Linked DNA regions of Gossypium hirsutum: region 1 is linked to region 2. The links are chromatin contacts, called in public Hi-C maps. All regions are on one chromosome and are shown on one strand. Each heading gives the region's core, a stretch centred on a gene start, on an enhancer-like site or on the middle of the called end of the contact. The rest is flanking DNA. Distances are from core to core; before and after follow the strand shown.

Evidence for each region. A called contact is a pair of places that touch in the nucleus more often than the background predicts.
Region 1: a Hi-C map of leaf shows a contact between it and region 2, with 5 times the contacts expected there. The contact joins the promoter of LOC107952046 here to the promoter of LOC107952043 in region 2. A contact is called at or near these places in 14 of 34 Hi-C or Micro-C datasets (callus, hypocotyl, leaf and 2 more).

What each region holds. Positions count from the first base shown.
Region 1 is chrA02:16,329,621-16,335,056 of Gossypium_hirsutum_v2.1, reverse strand. It overlaps LOC107952046 (probable enoyl-CoA hydratase 1, peroxisomal), which reads left to right and starts at 3,616. Exons shown (of 3, transcript XM_016887285.2): 1 at 3,616-4,408; 2 at 4,490-4,772. The coding sequence starts at 3,999.
Region 2 is chrA02:15,956,231-15,961,116 of Gossypium_hirsutum_v2.1, reverse strand. It overlaps LOC107952043 (protein DOWNSTREAM OF FLC), which reads right to left and starts at 3,442. Exons shown (of 2, transcript XM_016887284.2): 1 at 2,799-3,442; 2 at 1,841-2,328. The coding sequence starts at 2,952. The coding sequence ends at 1,997. It also overlaps the pseudogene LOC107952044.

The DNA of each region.
Region 1 (5,436 bases), core at 2,367-4,866, 370 kb before region 2:
AACTGTGCTACCAAGGCTAACAAAATTCTAATGGAGGAATGCTTCACAACAGGGGAAAATACATCATTGTAGTCAATTCCTTCCTTCTGAGCGTAACCTTTTGCTACCAATCTTGCCTTGTAGCGAACATCTTTCTTGCTAGGAGATCCATCTTTCTTTGCGAATACCCACTTGCATCCGATTGCCCTTTTACCTTTCGGTAATTGCACCAACTCCCAAGTATTGTTCTTCCGGAGAGACTGCATTTCTTCATCCATGACGCTTTTCCATTTATCACTTTCTAAGCTTTGCATTGCTTCTTGATAAGTGATAGGAATATCATCATCAACAACGGGAAGGGCATAGGCCACCATATCAGTAAATCGAGCAGGTTTACGAATTTCTCTCCGTGGCCTTGCAACTACAACTGGTTCTGGTGTACTTAATGGTTCTTGGGTCAGAACCTCTTCAACCTCTAATTCCTCCATTGTAGCTGGAGAATTAAACTTATTAACTGGGCAAATCCCCATCTGCTCAAACTCCATCTGTTTTGGAGTACACTCCACCTGCTGTGGAATATCGCTTGTCTGAATATCTTCATCTGATACCTTTTTCAATGTGGCAGATTCATCAAAGGTAACATCTCTGCTGCAGATCATTTTCTTTGTGCTTAAGCACCAAAGACGAAATCCCTTCACTCCAGAAGTGATTCCCATAAAGAGAGCTTTCTTTGCCCTCGGATCTAACTTTGACTCCTTCACATGGTAATATGCAGTGGATCCAAACACATGTTAGGAATCATAATTTGTAGCCGGTTTTCCAGACCATACCTCCATAGGAGTTTTTCTTTCTAATGCAGATGATGGCAAACGATTAACAAGATGGCCAGCGTATGTCACAGCCTCAGCCCAAAATTGCTTGCCCAACCCAGCATTGGACAACATACATCGAACTTTCTCCAGCAATGTTCGATTCATACGCTCTGCCACTCCATTCTGCTGTGGTGTATCCCTAACTGTGAAGTGTCGAACAATACCATAATCTTGGCACACATCGAAGAACGGATCACTTTTATATTCCCCTCCATTGTCCGTCCTAAGCCGCTTGATTTTCTTGCCAGTCTGGTTTTCGATCATAGTTTTCCATTTAAGAAAAACTCCAAGCACTTCACCCTTAGTTCTCATGGTATACACCCAAACTCTTCTGGAAAAGTCATCAACAAAAGTAACAAAGTAGTGTTTTCCTCCCAATGAAGGTGTCTTGGAAGGCCCCCACACATCTGAGTGAACATATTCCAAAATACCTTTTGTATTATGGATAGCAGTGCCGAATTTCACTCTCTTTTGCTTTCCCAGAACACAATGCTCGCAAAATTTTAATTTGCAAGCCTTTGCCTTTCAACAATCCTTGCTTTGCTAGAATTTGTAAGGATTTTTCGCTGGCATGTCCCAACTTCATATGCCACAACTGCATTGAGTCCAATTCTTTGTTACCGAAAGCTGCGGTGACTACTCCAATAACTGTACTACCTTGGTAGTAATACAAGTTATTTTTTCTGATGCCCTTCAATATCACAAGTGCGCTAGATGTCACTTTCAAAATCCCATCTCTCATAGTAACAACTGAACCATTGGATTCCAAGGCTCCCAATGAGATGAGATGTTTCTTCAAACTGGGCACGTACCGAACATCAGTCAGAACTCTGGTTGATCCATCTTGATTATTTAATTGGATTGAACCTATCCCAACAGTTTTACAGGCATTGTCATTGCCCATATAAACAACTCCTCCATTTAGTTCTACTAAATCAGAGAACCACTCCCGGTTAGGGGACATATGATGGTACAACCCGAATCCAATATCCACTCATCTGAATGGAACGACGATGATGATGCAACCAGTGATAGTTCAGAGTCACTGGTATCATACTTTGCAACACAAGCATCTACAACAGCTTTTCCCTTATTCTTCAACTTTGGACAATTTTTCTTCCAATGGCCTTTCTCATGACAAAAGGCACATTCATCTTTCCCAAGTCTGGACTTTGACTTTGATCTCCCTTTCTGAATTTTCTTCCGAGTGTATGAACGACCTCGGACTACTAAAGCTTCTGTATCTCTGATTAAGTTTTTCTGTTTGTCCTTCTTTCTCTGTTCATAACTGTATAAGGCCGCACAGACTTCGCTCAGAGATATATCACTCCTGCCATGAAGTAGAGTAGTTTCTAGGAACTCAAACTCCTCAGGAAGTGACCCCAACACCATCAAAGCCAAATCTTCATCTTTGAATGTCTCATCCATATTCAGCAAATCAGTGACTAACTGATTAAATTTGGTGATGTGATCATTCATTGTGGTACTTGGGACGTAAGTGAAACGAAATAGTCTTTTCTTCAAGTGGAGCTTATTTTGACTGTTTTTCTTCAAAAAATTTTCTTCAAGTGCCACCCACAACTTATTTGCAGAAGTTTCCTTTGAAAAAGCATACCTCTGCTCTCGAGAAAGGCATGATCAAATTGTGCCACATGCCAACCGATTGATCGCATTCCAATCTTTCTCCTGTACATCATCTTGTTTCTCTTCATCAATGGTAATGTCTAGACCCTGCTGAAAAAGGGCATCTAGAACCTCACTTTGCCACATACCAAAATGGCCCGTGCCATCAAAGATCTCCACGGCCAATCTTGCATTTGCAATTGTCGGTCTTGTCCACATGGACGATGTTGAAGCTCCTACACCGACCGTTTTCTCCATAATCTTTCAATATACCTAAGGAAATCTTTTTTTATGTGGAAGATCAGTTTAAACTGCAACCACAGAGCATACTACGATTAACCTTCGGCTCTTGATACCACTTGTAGTTCCAATAGGGTCGGAAGCGTGTAAATTATTGTACTAAAAAATCACACAAAGTTCAATTCCTAGGGAAGAGAGGTGGATCACATGGATCTCTTAAATACCAAGTCTTTCCTTAGTTAGAATATTCATTCTATAGTAATTTAATAGCACATTAAATACTGCTATTATACCCTCAAATATTGAAAGAAAAATAGGACAAGAAAAAACACAAGAGTTTTAACGAGGTTCGGTAAATTATACCTACGTCCTCAGGCACTAACACCAGATGATAACTTTATTATCTCCAAAATAATACAAACAAATACAATTCCTTAAGAATTCTCAAATGGGAGAAGAGAGAAAACTAAGAGAGAAAGATTGGTTGGGATAGTTGAAATGAAAAATGAGAAGGTCTATTTATAGTTGAAATTCAGGGACTAACTTGCAAATGGCCTAAAAAATTAGGGACCAAAATTGCAATTATCCCATTCAACTTTTCAACATTCGGTGCAACTTGCTTCACCTTTTTAACAAGTTGCTTCTTACCTTTGTTGACTTTTCAACAAAAAGAAACAAGAATCGAGACTGAGTTGTTTGTGGGAGTGAAAGAAGGGCAGAAAGGAAATTTGAGACTGTAAGCATTTTAGGGTTTGTTTTATTAGAATAAAAAGAAAAATGCATTTTGGGCTGTTAGTTCTTTACATTTTCGGCTGACCTATTACTTGGACTTTGATATGCATGTTTGAGTTTGCGGGCAATGGGCTTAAAATATAATATTCAGATCTCCGGACTTAGACAAGTGAGTTGGGACACTTATAGATCTACGATTGAGTGGCATTTTTCTTAAGCTATATCTTGATGAGTTTGCAGTTTACCCTTAAATGAAATAAAATATTATGACGAAACACAATTACCAAAAAACCAGATCAGACACGTAGGGAGTGGGATTTTTTTGTTTTCTTATGTTCTTATCCGCTTCCCATCTCCATCTCCATGTTGCCGTTATCAGACACGTAATGCAAGGCATTATCTACACGCAATCAATGATGATGACGAAACACAACTACCAAAAACCAGATCCATGTTGAAAATATTTATTTTATGTAACCATTTCCAAAATTGCAATAAAATTTATTCATCTCCTCTTTTGGATCTTTCCCTTTCTTTCCTTTTCCTGTAAAAATGGAGGGTTCCTCCTCTGAGAAGCTGATCATTGTGACCCGTGAACCTGATGGGATCGCTACTGTTACCATCAATCGACCCAAATCTCTCAACTCCTTGACCCGGCCCATGATGGTGGACTTGGCCAAGGCTTTCAAGGCTCTTGCGAAGGACAACTCGGTGCGGGTCATCATCTTGTCTGGAGCTGGACGGGCTTTCTGTTCAGGCGTGGATTTGACGGCTGCACAAGATGTTTTCAAGGGTGACGTTAAGGACCCGGAGACGGATCCGGTTGTTCAGATGGAGCAATGCCCCAAACCAATCATCGGAGCTATCAACGGCCTTGCTATTACTGCCGGCTTCGAGATCGCCCTCGCTTGTGATATGCTGGTCGCTGCTAAGGGAGCCGCTTTCGTTGATACTCACGCCAGGTAACAATTGCCGAAGATAAACAAGTCGAAGGCTTTGATTTTATCATTTGTTGATTTAGTGTTTTGAAAAATTGATTGTAGATTTGGTATATTTCCTTCATGGGGTTTATCCCAGAAGCTTGCACGCTTTATAGGACCAAACAAGGCTCGCGAAGTGTCGTTGGCAGCCATGCCTTTGTCAGCAGAGGAAGCTGAGAAATTGGGGTTTGTCAATTATGTTGTTGACCAAAATGAAGTGCTGAATAAAGCTCGACAACTTGCAGGAGCAATTATGAAGAACAGTCAAGACTTGGTTCTCAGGTACAAGTCTGTGATCAATGATGGGTACAAATTGGATCTTCGTGAGGGTCTCGCCATGGAAAAGGTATTCATTACGCTTATGTATATCTTTTCTTGGATAAGCATGGTTTTATTTATCTAAAAGAACTTGGAAATTGCTGCTACATAATGAAAAGAAAGTAATCAAAGCTATGCAATACAAGAATAAAAGAAAGTGAAAAAGATTGTATTCCATGTGTCTTTACATGGTTTCTTAGCCTGCTAACGGTTGTCTTCGCACGGTTGATGGTATGTTTGGTAATCTGCTGAAAAGTTCCATATAATCTGTTGTTTATCTCCCTTCAAATCTGGTAGATGAAGGTCCTAGCAATACTCAATACAATTCTGATCGAGGATTCGCTGCTTAAGTATCTTACTGCCCATCTCTGTTCTTCCTCCCAGCCTGGTATAGCTTTTTTTGAGTTGGCATTGACATAGAATATCCTTTGAGACTTTCTTAGAGAGCACAATTTGAAGAACAAGTAGTTTTCAAATTCTTGCTCTGGCTGACAGAACACACGCACAGTATGGTGTTATCCTCCAGGACAGTGAATGATCCTAGGTTGACAGCCTAATAAGTGTAGCCATCTAATAAATCATTGCAGGCTTTGGGATATGGAGAGGACCCTGAGTATTTGACATCAGAGAAATTCGAGATTAACCTTGCTGCCTAGTAAGCTGAAGAGCTATCAGCCTCACTTGCAATATTT
Region 2 (4,886 bases), core at 2,193-4,692:
TTGTACACTTCAAATTTGGTAACTTAATTTGTTTGTTTGATTGGCTTTGAATTTGGAAAACTCCATATTTTGTGTATTTCAGGTCAGTTTACAGGATTTAGCAGATACATATCAGCCTCCATTCCAGAGCTGCATACAGCAAGGGAAAGCTAGTGGGATAATGTGTGCTTACAATCGTGTTAATGGAGTCCCTAACAGTGCTGCTGATTACAATCTGTTGTCGAAAACAGCCCGGGGCCAATGGGGTTTCAATGGATACATCACCTCTGACTGTGATGCTGTCGCCATCATTCATGAAGATCAAGGATATGGTAAACTACCAGAGGATGCTGTAGCTGATGTTCTTAAAGCTGGTATTAGTTTTTTTTATTATCTAAAGCTAGGCTATATTGATGGACGTTAATATCATCATTATGAACTTTTGATCAACGAATTTTACAGGAATGGATGTCAACTGTGGTACCTATTTGAAGAAATACACCAAATCAGCTGTTGAAAAGAGAAAATTACCTGTATCTGAAATAGACAGAGCCCTTTATAACCTTTTCTCAGTCAGAATGAGGCTGGGGCTTTTCGACGGCAATCCAGTTACACAGCCTTATGGAACCATTGGTTCGGATAAGGTCTGTTCTCAAGAGCATTGGAATCTTGCCCTTGAGGCTGCTCAAAAAGGCATTGTCCTTCTGAAGAACACGGATAAACTCCTTCCGCTTTCGAAAACCAAAACTTTTCACTTGCAGTAATAGGGCCTAATGCGAATTCTGCAAAAACACTTGTTGGAAACTATGCAGGTCCTCCTTGCAAACCTGTTACACCATTGCAAGGGCTGCAAAGTTATGTCAAAGACACCAGGTTTCACCAAGGTTGTAATGGAGTTAATTGTTCTTCTGCATTCTCAATCAGTGAAGATAGCAAAAGGAGCAGATCATGTGGTGTTAGTAATGGGATTAGATCAAACACAAGAGAGTGAAGATCATGATCGTGTAGACTTGCTTCTTCCACCAAAGCAACAAAAACTGATTTCTAGCATCGCAAGAGTTGCCAAGAATCCAGTCATTTTGGTGCTTCTATCGGGAGGTCCGGTTGACATATCATTCGCCAAAAATGATCAACGCATCGGAAGCATTCTATGGACCGGTTATCCAGGTGAAGCCGGAGGTCGTGCATTAGCAGAAATTATATTTGGTGATCACAACCCTGGTGAGTTCATTTCTTTTCTTTGCATGATAAACAAAAGGCATACTTAAGTTTGTAAGCTTCATATTTGTATACAGGAGGGAGGTTACCAGTTACTTGGTATCCACAAAGTTACGTTAACGTGCCAATGACGGACATGAGAATGCGACCTGAACCTTCGTCCAGCTATCCCGGACGCACCTACAGATTTTACCAAGGACCGAAGGCTTTTGAATTTGGTTATGGTCTTAGCTACTCGAACTATACTTACGAAATTCTCCCTGTAACACAAAACAAGGTCCATATAATGGTTTAGAGCTCAAATCCTAACAGGTACATGCCTGTTTCAGAGATGGGAGCCGAAGCTTGTGAAAAAATGAAGTACACAGTCAAGGTTCGAGTTAAAAACCATGGCGAGATGGCCGGTAAGCATCCAATGTTGCTATTTGTGAGGCAACCAAAGATGGTCAATGGGAGGCCAGTAAAACAATTAGTTGCATTCCAGAGTGTTAACCTGAACGCAGGGGAAAGAGCTGAAGTTGAATTTGAGTTGAGGCCATGTGAGCATCTTAGCTCAGCCAAGAAAGATGGTTCGATGGTGATTGAAGAAGGGTCTTATTTATTGAGCATTGAAGACAAACAATCAGAGATTCAAGTTGTTAAATGATAGAAGCCATAGCTTAGGTTTATATAATTGGCAATAGAATTTGAAAGAAAAATAAGTTATAGAAGTCCTCTAACGTAGAAATAACGAAGCAATTCACATAACAAATAGCAGACAACATCACATTTCATATGCAAATAAATCCAAACCCACACACTAGACATCCTCCTCATCCTCCCGATACATCTTCATCATCTCAGCACAGCCAACTTCAGCCTTGTCAACCATGAAGCCCATGCTATTGGCATAACGGGTGGTGGATGAAATGCCATTGGAGTTGGTCAAGATAACACGGGCACGTTCACGACCGGGGGACATTGTGGCACATCCAAGCTGGGGGCTCTTCACAAGAACTGCATCACAGATCTGATCCAAGTGATCCTCGGATACACGAATCTGGTATTTTCCGGTTTTGTCGGTATATCCCTCCTTCTCGAAAACAACTCCGCCGGTCTTCCTGTCGGAGCATACCAGCTTAACCATGGCATCTACAAAGCACATGATATCAGTATACCAAGATTCAGAACCAAATACGACAAATTTACCAATATTAAACATCACATAGATCAGACAAGGGGAAAGAAGGATCCAGGCAACACAGCCATTAAACAATACACAACATCCTGTTCCATGTCCAAGAACCAACATTTTTGGGTTTATAAATCTATGAGCAAAATTATCATCTTAAACCTTAAATTTTCCCCCTTTCTATTAAAATTTGCATCTTTGAACCGCCTACTGATCCAGTCCAACATGTCATGGTTGTTCCCATTATTTTATGTTTACACACCCTTTCATTCACTGTCACTCAATGTAACATCAAAACCTACAAACTACTTCACAGATCTACCACTTTAAAACCTAGAACACCAGATCTAACAATGTCACCAACATATACACAAAAGCCAACATAGCAAAACGTAGATTAAGATTAAAGTATGTTAGAAATGGAATTTACCAGCTAGCCTTCTAGTCTTAGGGGTTTCAAAACCAGCACGGCAAGTATCACAGTACACATAGCCTTCAACCACCAATTGGTTATTCAGAATGCGTGTAGCACTAACCAAAGCTGGAAGCACACATAGAGCAATGAACAACAGAACTTTGGCCATGTTTTTTTGCTTCTTTTTTTTTTTGTTTGTTCTTGAACAATGTAATGAAGAAATGGGAAGAAGGTTTAGAGATTAAATCCTTAGAAACAAATCAAAGAAACAAAGGGTAAAGGCTAAAGAGACAGTGATGATGATAAAGTGGGGGTAAGATAAGGAAATTAAATAAAAGTGAAAATTGAATAAGAATAATAATGAAAACTGGCTTAGCCGCGTTGAGGAGTATATTCGTGTGTGGTGGATAAGCTGTATGAGCTGCTGGTTTGGGATGCCACGTCAAAACGGTGGTGTTGATTTGGTAATTTTGATGGAAAACAAGGGTGTTTTGGCAAATGGGAGTGATGAGTTTGATGACGTGGCGATTTATTAGTGGCAAGTTGAAGGGCAGAGTGGAGATATGGAGCGTAGAGGATAGAACACGGGTCCTAATTGATTGCAGCTGGCAGTTGTCGGTGGTCACATGGGGGGCTGTTTGAGAAGGTTGGCAGAGCAAGCAAAGCGGGAACGGTGCCGCATCACATGAATCCTATAATTAACGGTACCAATTATGTGAGATTTTTTATTAATTAAATAAAGAAAAATAGAGAAAGAGGTCACTCAAGATTTCAGTTTTTCAATTTCATCATATAATAACTAAACCTTTTCGTAATAAACTTGTTTCAACATGCTTAAATAAAGACTTCACTAATTATAGATGGAGAATTCACTAATTTGATTGAAATGTGTTACGGAGGATATGAAAAATATTTTTAAATTTTTGTAATTTTCTGAATTTTTTTATTAAATATATATTTATGAAAACCTAAATAAAAAGTAAATGGAAAATGTCTCAAAACATTAGAAAATAAGACCCAAATAAGTTTAAAATTCAATATTCCTAGGCTTCAATTTCAATTGCAGCTGAAAATTAAAAAGAAACCCAACTTCTCAATGTTTCAAATTAACATTTAATTCGAAATTAAATTGAATTTGAAAATTTTTCAATACCAAATTGAAATGTTTAGTTTAGTATTAATTCAAATATATTTATCATAAAATATTAATTTTGATCCCAATGAAATTTGGTGTTTATAAATTTTATTATTTTATTATATTAAGTGACGATATAATACATCATTAATTCTCTTGGATATCGCTTTAATCACCTATACATTGCACATTATTTTATTATTGGTGACAATAAAAATGATCAAATACAAAATCTTATATCATTACGTGACTCAACTAGTTATCACCGTATACGAATTATATTATGACATTATATTTTGTTGTCATCATATTCTTAATAATATGTTATGAATAAAAATACGTCTCTTTTAACCTTTAATGACACACTTAACGTGACGAATGCCATGATGACAAATTTGCATCACCAAATGCAAATAATGACATAAATGTAATTTTCAACGACAATTTTTAAATGCCACTAATGAGCAAATTTGTTGTATTGAATTATGACCACAAAACATATACATGTCTTATACTTCTTGCAGATACAAAAGAACATCTTAATATAGTTGGAGGATTCAAACGATAATTCCAAGTAGAGCGAATGAGGTAAATTCATCTTCTATTGAAAGTCATCTTGATAAGCTAATTTCACTCGTTGAACAATTAGTTTTAGGAAATAGTCAACATGTTACAGCATGTGGTATATGCGCTATTTATGGCCACCAAATTGATTCATGCCCTATACTTCTTAAAGATGCAAACAAAAATGCCAATACAATTGTAGGATTTCTCGATTGGCCACAATGGAGATATGACCCCTATGTCAATACTTACAATCATAGATGAAGGTATTATGTAATAGTATGTTTTTCAGTGGTGTTGAAAAACGGTTATTTTGGAACCCATTTCTGATGTTCGAGCTTGTAAATATTGTTATTTAATATTTACGAGGTTAGAATAAAGGTTAACTGAATTTTGGTCCCTTA